3 separate regions of the Mus musculus genome follow, and all the other regions are linked to region 3. The links are chromatin contacts, called in public Hi-C and promoter capture Hi-C maps. All regions are on one chromosome and are shown on one strand. The core of a region is the stretch at or near the end of the contact, and the rest is flanking DNA. Distances in the headings are between cores, read along the strand shown. Region 1 overlaps Abca17 (ATP-binding cassette, sub-family A (ABC1), member 17). Region 2 overlaps Abca17 (ATP-binding cassette, sub-family A (ABC1), member 17). Region 3 holds the start of Tedc2 (tubulin epsilon and delta complex 2).

Region 1 (2,700 bases), core at 35-2,534, 110 kb after region 3:
TTGTAGCCTACAAGAAAACAGAGTGTCAGGTGTAAGAAAGTAAAGATTGAAGACTGAAAAGACTGAAAATTCAGGTGGCTCCTGGCTAGTCGTTAAGACAGAAGCCAGAAGATGTCCCCAGAGACCTCATCAAACAGCATGGAGGACAGAGAGGGGCCACTCTGGAGGGCTGGGGAATGAAGCAATGATCAGAAAACAAATTCTGGCAGAAAAGACAAGGCATGTTCTATACAAGGATCTTCCAAGGTAGAGAACACCTTGTCCCTTCGCACTCTGGCTCTGTGGACAGAGCATCCACTCTACAGTATTTATTATCCAGTACATACAGGATGGTTAAACTCAATGCATTTGAAAGACACAGACTTCCTGATTGTGCTGACTGCTGCATAAAGAAAGGATTACATTCTTGTATTTTGCTGGCAAGCTACAAGCACTGTCCTTATCATAAGCAGCCCTCTTTTCAACAGTGTAGTGGTGTTCCAGCTTTCGATAAAAAAGATTGCACAGCAAGGATCCCTGGAATGATATCTGCTCTAGTTCCAAGCAAGGGCAAGCAGCCTTCAGGTAGGGGGATGTTATCCCTGTAGTAGAGATGACCACTATGTCCCATTGTCTAGATATGGGCAAACCTCCAGATCTGTCAAACTGAGAAAGGGAAGGACAAACTGATGGTTATTAATAACTTGGACAGCATCTTGGCTAATGCTACATACTCTTGTTTGTTTTGCAGGAGTGTTTCAGTAAACAATTACAGGATATTTTGTGGAATCAGGGTAGGAACTTGAGTACCGAGACTTGGGTTCCAGTTTGGCCTGCAGGCCAAAGGCTTCAAGACAATTGTGCAGTCATCCTATAGGGAGGTGTTGACAATACCTCAATTTTGGAAGAATAGTTAGTTGTTTAACTGGTGTCCATGTTTAACCTCTCACAAATAGGGCATCCAAGAAACCTAAAATGAACTGGAGAGCTTGCATCCTTCCTGTGAGAATTGGCTCCTGGGCCCTCACTCAGGAATCGTTTGCTCTGTGTGAAGGAAAGAGCCTTTCAGTGGTGTGCTGTGACTTCTCCACAAGTCTAGAGGTGTCAGAGAGGGAGCTGGGGGCTGTCATGGAGTGGCCAGGTCCAGGAAACTGGGAGCCAGGTGGGGACATCTACACTGTTAAATACAGTTATGTTCCTTTCCACAGCAGACAAGATGGCAGAAAGCAGTCACTAAGGAAGACTCCTTTACTCACGCTGGAAAGTTTCAGAAAGCCAGCAGAGCTTCCTGCAGAGAATGCTGAGTCACAAGCCAGCTTCAGAGTCCTGTAGGACATAGGAGCTTCTAGGAATGCCTTACCTCCTGAGTTTAAGGCTACCTGCTTATCCTTAGCAAAATAGGGAGGGGACGTGCCCTTTCTCAGGAAATGAGAAAGATGTTCCCAGAGACCTCATCAAACACCATAGAGGATAGAGAGGGGCCTCTGGAGGGCCGGGGAATGGAGCAATGATCAGAAAACAAATTCTGTTGGGGGATTTTGGGGTGTTTGTTTGTTTGTTTGTTTGTTTTCATTTTTCTAGGCAGGGTTTCTCTGGGTAGCCCTGACTGTCCTGGAACTTACTTTGTAGACCAGGCTGGCCTTGAACTCAGAAATCTGCCTGCCTCTGCCTCCCAAGTGCTGGGATTAAAGGCATGCGCCACCACTACCCAGCAGAAAACAAATTTTGGCAGAAAACAAATTTTGGCAGAAAACAAATTTTGGCAGAAAAGACAAGGCATGTTCTATACAAGGATCTTCCAAGGTAGAGAGCACCTTGTCCCTTCACACTCTGGCTCTGTGGTATTTATTATCGAGTACATACAGGATGTTTCCTGAGAAAGGGCACTTCCCCTCCGTATTTGGCTAAGGATAAGCAGGTAGCCTTAAACTCAGGTGAGGCATCTCTAGAAGTCCTATGTGTATTCCCTCCTCCAGAAAGGGAAACGAAGGAGTGGGGATTGGCACAGCCAGCTAGGACCATGAGATCTCAAGGAAGAAGCTGCCGCTATTCCCTCCACCCACCCACCCCAGTTGCGGGTGGGCAAGGTGGATGGAATTAGAACTTAAGAGAGACCTAAAGATTCAGAAAGAGCAAGTAAGATCAAATGAAGCCTTAACTAACACAGGGGTCAAGCAGGGTCATGCAGGGGCCATGTGTTCAGAACTCCCATTCCCCACTGCTGCCACTGTCCCCATGTGTGTGGAAGATAGAGGCCAACTTTTAGTGTTGTCCCTGAAGAGCACTAAACCTTGTTTTTGAGACAGGGTCTCTTGCTGGGACTGGGGGTAGATGATTAGGCTAGGCTGACCAGGGAGCCCCAGGAATCAGCTGGCCTCTGCCTCCCATTGCTGAGATTATAAACGTGGCATCACACCCAGCTTTTCACAGGAGCCCTGGGGACTCAGCTCAGGTTTTCAGCTTGTGGAGCGGCACTACACCAGCTGGACCATCTCCCTAGCCCCAGGTTCAGGAATTCTGGAGGCAGAGCCTGGAGATATCCCCCAAAGCAGGAGTGGAATATTTAAAGTGACTCAGGCAGGCAGAGAGGGAGGTCTGCAGCAGTGCGTATAGCCGATGTTCCTCCATCATCAAATTTAAGGGAAAGTAGAAATTACAAGAAGTAATTTATTGGGTATTTACTGGGTAGTGAATGAGGCATGTTTAAACAAGATAAATGTG
Region 2 (2,700 bases), core at 158-2,657, 87 kb after region 3:
CTTTGATACGTGATTTTCTTTGCTACAGAGAGATCCTTAATTCCCTAGAATTATCTAAACGAATGGAGTGTCTTTTGTTCTAATGAGGTGACTCTCAGCACACTGTTGGGTAGCTTTAGGAGTTGGGACTGGTCATCGGAAAGACTAAGCTACGATCGGAACCTCTACTCCCCTCCTCCAGGAAAACTTGATAACTAATCCATCATGCTTACATAATAAAACTTGTGCAAACATTTCTAAGCTTCTCCATATGGGGTTCCTGGGTTGATAAATGCTTCGAAGAGCTGGGAGGGTTTGCCTCCTAAGGAGTGTGGACAACTTACCCCTTCCCAAGGCCTTGCTATATCTGCTTCATCTGAGTGTTACTGTAGTCATCCTATCTATCTATCTATCTATCTATCTATCTATCTATCTATCTATCTATCTATCTATCTATCTATTTATCTATCTTTTATTTCTGCAATGAACTAGTCACTATTAGTTCATGTTCCCCAGTTTTGTGAGCAGTCACAGAAAATACTGAACCTGGGGCGTGAGCTATGGAAGTGACTTGAGTTTGCAAGTGGCATCTGAAGTGGAAGACGGTCCTGTGGGACTGGATGCTTGGGTTGATGGGGAGAGTTAGCCAGCTACAGGTTGCATCAGGTCTAAGTTACAGGATACCCAGTCAGTGTATACAGAACTGGATCAGACAGGAAACTGCCTTCCCACATCTAGTGTCAGCATGTGGAGAAACTTATATATATGGTCCCTTAAAAAGACCCCACCCACCGGGCGTGGTGGCACACGCCTTTAATCCCAGCACTCGGGAGGCAGATTTCTGAGTTCGAGGGCAGCCTGCTCTACAAAGTGAGTTCCAGGACAGCCAGGGCTACACAGAGAAACCCTGTCTCAAAAAACAAACAAATGAACAAACAAACAAACAAGACCCCACCCAACCCCAGACTAAAGCAGATGAAACAGAGCGCCTCTCTTACCATTCTTAAGGATGGATCCAGACCCACTTCCTCTCTCTTACCATTCCTAAGGATGGATGCAGACCCACTGCATCTCTTACCATTCCTAAGGATGGACACAGACCCACTGTCTCCCTTACCGTTCCTCAGAGTGGACACATTCCCACTGTCTCTCTTACCATTCCCAAGAGTGGACGCAGACCCACTGTTCACCAACTCACCTGACCGTAGAAATAAAGGTGGTCAGTTACTGTAAAGTTATCAAATAAAATGTCATGCTGTGGGCACCAGCCCAGGCTCTTCCTAATTTGAACCATGTCTTTTGAAATTTCACATCCATGGATATATGCATGTCCTTTTGATGGAGTAATGAGACCTAGAACCAAGCAGAGAAGACATCCTAATGTCATTTTCAGTCAGAGGCTGTAAGAGCAGGAATGCCTAACCATCACCCTGGCTCAGGGGATCTAGCACCCTCTTCTGGCGTCCTTGGGCATCAGGCACATACATGCATGCAGGCAAAACATTTATATGCATCGACTAAAACAATAAATCTTAAAGTAGGTGGTAATGACGAATGCCTCTAATACCAGCACTCAGGAGGCAGAGGCAGGAGGATCTTTGTGAGTCGAGGCCAGTCTGGTCTACAGAGGGAGTTCTAGGACAGCCAGGGCTACACAGAGAGAACCTATCTCAAAACAAAAGAAGACAATGCCACCACCACCACCACCACCACTACCACCACCACCACCAAAACCCACTTAAAAAAAAAAAACAACAAATGATGTTTAATAAGTTCCACCATGGAAAGATAACTACTGTTAAATTTTAGATATATAGCTTTACCTAGTTTTGTTTGGTTGTTTTTTGGTTTTTTGAGACAGGGTTTCTCTGTGTAGCCCTGGCTGTCCTGGAACTCACTCTGTAGACCAGGCTGGCCTCGAATTCAGAAATCTACCTGCCTCTGCCTCCCAAGTGCTGGGATTAAAGGCATGTGCCACCACACCAGGCACCTTACCTAGTTTTATACACATTTTATTTGTTATTTATGTTTGTTGTGGTAGAGATAGATTGAACCTAGGGTTTTACATAGGCCAGGTAAGAGCTTTACCAATGAGCTAGACTCTTAAACCCCATATATTGTGTTTATACTAAAATAAAAAATATATCTTGTTCTTTTAGAATAACATTTTCTTTTCTGTTTTGTGGGTTTCTAGTTGTTTGTTTGAGACAAAGTTTCTATGAATGCTGAGCTGCCCCTTGCTTTGCCATATAACTCGGACTGGCCTAAACATTCTGACACAGACCAGGCTAGCCCTTCTCGGCATGCACTAAGATGCTTAATTTCACTGCTTGCTGTTGGCCGTCGCGTGCTTGTTTTTAGTATAATGGTGTATTCAGGCTATTTGTCTACAGGAAAACTGTATCTTTTTTATTTTTCTTTCTCTCTTTTTTTTTGAGATGAAGTTTGATTGCATAGGCTAAACTTTTGACAGACTTTATAGCCATGTACTTATTAAACATCATTTGTTGTTTTTTTTTTTTTAAGTGGGTTTTGTTGGTGGTGGTGGTAGTGGTGGTGGTGGCGGCATTGTTTTCTTTTGTTTGTTTTCATGCATGGCTAGAAACACATCATTAAAACACACATTTCTTTACACGCCTCAGTTGTGTGCGTGGCAGGGGGCATAAGACCCGAGGTGGCAGAGAAAAGCTCAAGGGAGCCAGCTCTCTCCCTCCACCATAG
Region 3 (2,700 bases), core at 43-2,542:
CGCCCAGTCCAGAGAGCTCATGGGCTGGTTAGGCTCCAGAACGACAAACCTGATACCATCCCAACCCTGTTCTGCCCTGTTTGCTTCAGTGCATGACCCTTACGGGTCGGCACCAGGGGCTTCCTCAACCAGCTCAATGCCCTGTCAGGATACGAGCGTCTGGGAAGCTTACCCCTTCTCCTTTAATGCGAAGAGTTCTGTGGTGTGATGAGCAGATGACGGGGTCATTTGTTGGTCCCTGAGGTCTGGTCCATACCCAGTAGTTTGGTCTTGTGTTCTTACATGGGTCTTATCACCCTTTGATCGTAGTCTGTGCTCAGGGTAATCCTTGGGAGGGGCTGTGGCCCGCTGTATACCCTTGGTGGATCTTGTACCCAATACACGGCTGCCACCCCGGCTGGGAGCCCGAGGATGGGAGGCGGCAGCGGCACCAGAAGTGGCTGCCTTAGATGTCAGAGTGGGGGTTCTGTCTCTTTGTCCAGCATTGGACACGCCTTTCCTCACACGTACAGCCTTCTCCAGAGCCTGGGTCAAAAGTTCCAGCTCCTCGAGATCTTGAGAACTCGGTGCACATGCTATGAACGTCAAGAACCATGCAAGAATTCCTCCTCACTGTCCCAGGATGGATTCCCCCATGACAGCAAGCCAGAGAAAGGCCAGGGACAGCACCCATAAAAAGCAGCTAACGTTTACCTGGACTTGGGTCCTCTTCTTTGGTTTCTGGAACTGGAGATGGGGTCCTGGCTGGTTCCCTGCAAAGACAGGGCAGCCATGGTATGGTCCAAACATTCTATCCCTAAGCAGATTCCCAGCCTCAGACCCTGGATAAGGGGTAAGGATAGCAATGGCAACCGGAGTCTAAAAGCATGCATTTGTATTTGGCCTTCTAGGCCCTGGGACTCTGCATAATCCTGATGGTCCGAGGAGGGACTGGCCAGGAGGTCCTGGGTCCGCGTACCAGACCTGCAGCAGCCTCCTGGAAACGCGCAGGCTCCGCTCCAACTGCCGCTGCCGATCGGCGCAGGAGTCCAAGGCGCCCTGCAGCTCCGCTACCAGCCTGAGGACAGGTACTATGTGAGCCTCCGAACCTCGCTCCCGTCCGCCCAATTCCCTTCCGTTGCACGAGACCCACCGGTGAGCGCAGTCTGCGGGTAGTAGGTAGTTTCCTTTAACACCAAGCATTTTTGCCGCCGCCAAGGAGTCCCGCGCCTTCCGGGCAGAAGGCCGCCCACTTCCGGGTAGGCTACCCAATCTTGAGCACAGCTTGCAAGTCCAGCTCCAAAACGCGAATCCATCTCAAGCTCCACCCATCATCCCAGACTCCGCCCTAACCCCTCCCACGGGAGGACGCAAAGGCTCTGTTGGAACCTGGACAGTGCCACTGTAGATAAGATAGCTTCTGATTTGGCTAATCAGATAATGCTCTTCTGACAGGGCATCCGTGACCCTCTAAAGTTTGGTTTTTTGTCTTAACCAGGTTTTGCCGAACCTACTTTGAAAGCAGAGATAAGCGGTCTTGCTGACTCCAGGATGACTTAGCAATCAAGCATATGGCCAGAAGACAATGCTAGAACTGGGTCAAGGAACATCTTAGGAATGTCAGGCGCCAGACGTGAACAATGAAGCCCAGGGAATCTGGAGCATGTGGCACTTAGAATAGGTCTGCTAAGCTGCTCTACGTCATGGAAGGTTGTGCAAGAGACAGAGGAGTGTCAGATAGTAGATAGATAGGCGGAGGGGAGGCTGAAGCCCAGAGAATGGCCAGGAGGCCGTAGATAGGACACATGCAAACACAGCAGCTAAGGGTCAGAGCAATGGTCTTTGCCCTCAAAGATCTACCAAGCTAGGCCAGCTTGTCAATACATGGTTAATATTGACTTGTTTGGCATAGATTATCAGTACATTATGTTCTCCATCAAGTCAGTTTGTGCAATCTCATGTAGTCTCAGCTGGCCTTCAATTCACTATGTATCTGATGACCTTGAACTCATGACCTTCCTGTCTCCATTTCAATTATTTTTTACTTTTATCTTTTTTGGTTTTTCGAGACAGGGTTTCTCTGTGTAGCCCTGGATGTCCTGGAACTCACTTTGTAGACCAGGTTAGCCTCCAACTCTGAGATCCACCTGCCTCTGCCTCCCAAGTGCTGGGATTAAAGGTGTGTGCCACCACTGCCCGGCCCAATTATTTCCTAATTAAAAAACTTGTATGTCAACGTACAACTTGCATGCCTAGTGCCCAAGGAGGCCTGAAGAGGGAACTGGATCTTCTGAAATTGGAGTTATAGATGGTTGAGTGGGTTTGTGGATCTGAATTCAGGTCCTCTGGTCAAGCAGCAAATGCTACAAACCAATGAGCTGCCTCTGCAGCCTCCTTCTCCCACCTCTTAGAAGCCTGCCACTAGACACAGCTTTTCCATTTGTTTCTACGGTGAAAAATGTGCTTGGCTGCTGAAAGAAATGAGGACAGGGAACAGTGCTCAGCAGTACTGGTGATATAAATTATTAGTTCTAGAGCCCAAGAAGTAAGGTAACCCTGGTTGTTTCTGTACAAAAAGAGCAAGAAAGTTAGCCCAGTGTCAAGTGGGAAAGGGGCTGAGATCTAGGCAGTTCCACTGTCATATTTGGGATAGAAGATGGGCACCCCTACTTACACTGGGCCTCCAGTAGCCCAGGGAAACTTAAGACCTGTGGAGACTAA

What was found. Promoter capture Hi-C pulls out the DNA fragments that hold promoters and counts their contacts. Hi-C and Micro-C count contacts between places; a contact is called where the count stands out from the background.
Region 1: a contact with region 3 is called in a promoter capture Hi-C map of the HPC-7 cell line. The contact joins the enhancer-like site here to the promoter of Tedc2 in region 3. A contact is called at or near these places in 8 of 39 promoter capture datasets (the HPC-7 cell line, the SN4741 cell line, cranial neural crest and 5 more), 1 of 484 Hi-C or Micro-C datasets (bone marrow-derived macrophages), 4 of 115 datasets of contacts at active chromatin or transcription factors (bone marrow-derived macrophages, forebrain, memory CD8 T cells and 1 more) and 4 of 9 other capture datasets (adipose tissue, liver, macrophages and 1 more).
Region 2: a Hi-C map of bone marrow-derived macrophages shows a contact between it and region 3, with 41 read pairs. The contact joins the enhancer-like site here to the promoter of Tedc2 in region 3. A contact is called at or near these places in 6 of 39 promoter capture datasets (the C10 cell line, cranial neural crest, hippocampal neurons and 3 more), 4 of 484 Hi-C or Micro-C datasets (bone marrow-derived dendritic cells, bone marrow-derived macrophages, cerebellar granule neurons and 1 more), 2 of 115 datasets of contacts at active chromatin or transcription factors (bone marrow-derived macrophages and fetal liver) and 3 of 9 other capture datasets (adipose tissue, liver and pancreatic islet).

The regions. Positions count from the first base shown.
Region 1 is chr17:24,328,782-24,331,481 of GRCm38.p6, forward strand. It overlaps Abca17 (ATP-binding cassette, sub-family A (ABC1), member 17), which reads right to left. Exons shown (of 31, transcript NM_001031621.3): 6 at 1-7. Among named protein-coding and RNA genes, the nearest start is that of Abca17, 21 kb to the right of the region's middle. Within about 2 kb of position 1,285, at least 2 of the 459 cell types and tissues checked have an H3K27ac peak or open chromatin away from gene starts, as enhancers often do. A contact at or near this core is called in the HPC-7 cell line, where this site is marked.
Region 2 is chr17:24,306,269-24,308,968 of GRCm38.p6, forward strand. Abca17 (ATP-binding cassette, sub-family A (ABC1), member 17) reads right to left here. Exons shown (of 31, transcript NM_001031621.3): 13 at 1,178-1,332. Among named protein-coding and RNA genes, the nearest start is that of Abca17, 43 kb to the right of the region's middle. Within about 2 kb of position 1,408, at least 2 of the 459 cell types and tissues checked have an H3K27ac peak or open chromatin away from gene starts, as enhancers often do. A contact at or near this core is called in bone marrow-derived macrophages, where this site is marked.
Region 3 is chr17:24,219,559-24,222,258 of GRCm38.p6, forward strand. It overlaps Tedc2 (tubulin epsilon and delta complex 2), which reads right to left and starts at 1,293. Exons shown (of 10, transcript NM_028056.2): 1 at 1,133-1,293; 2 at 959-1,057; 3 at 694-752; 4 at 173-575. The coding sequence starts at 1,182.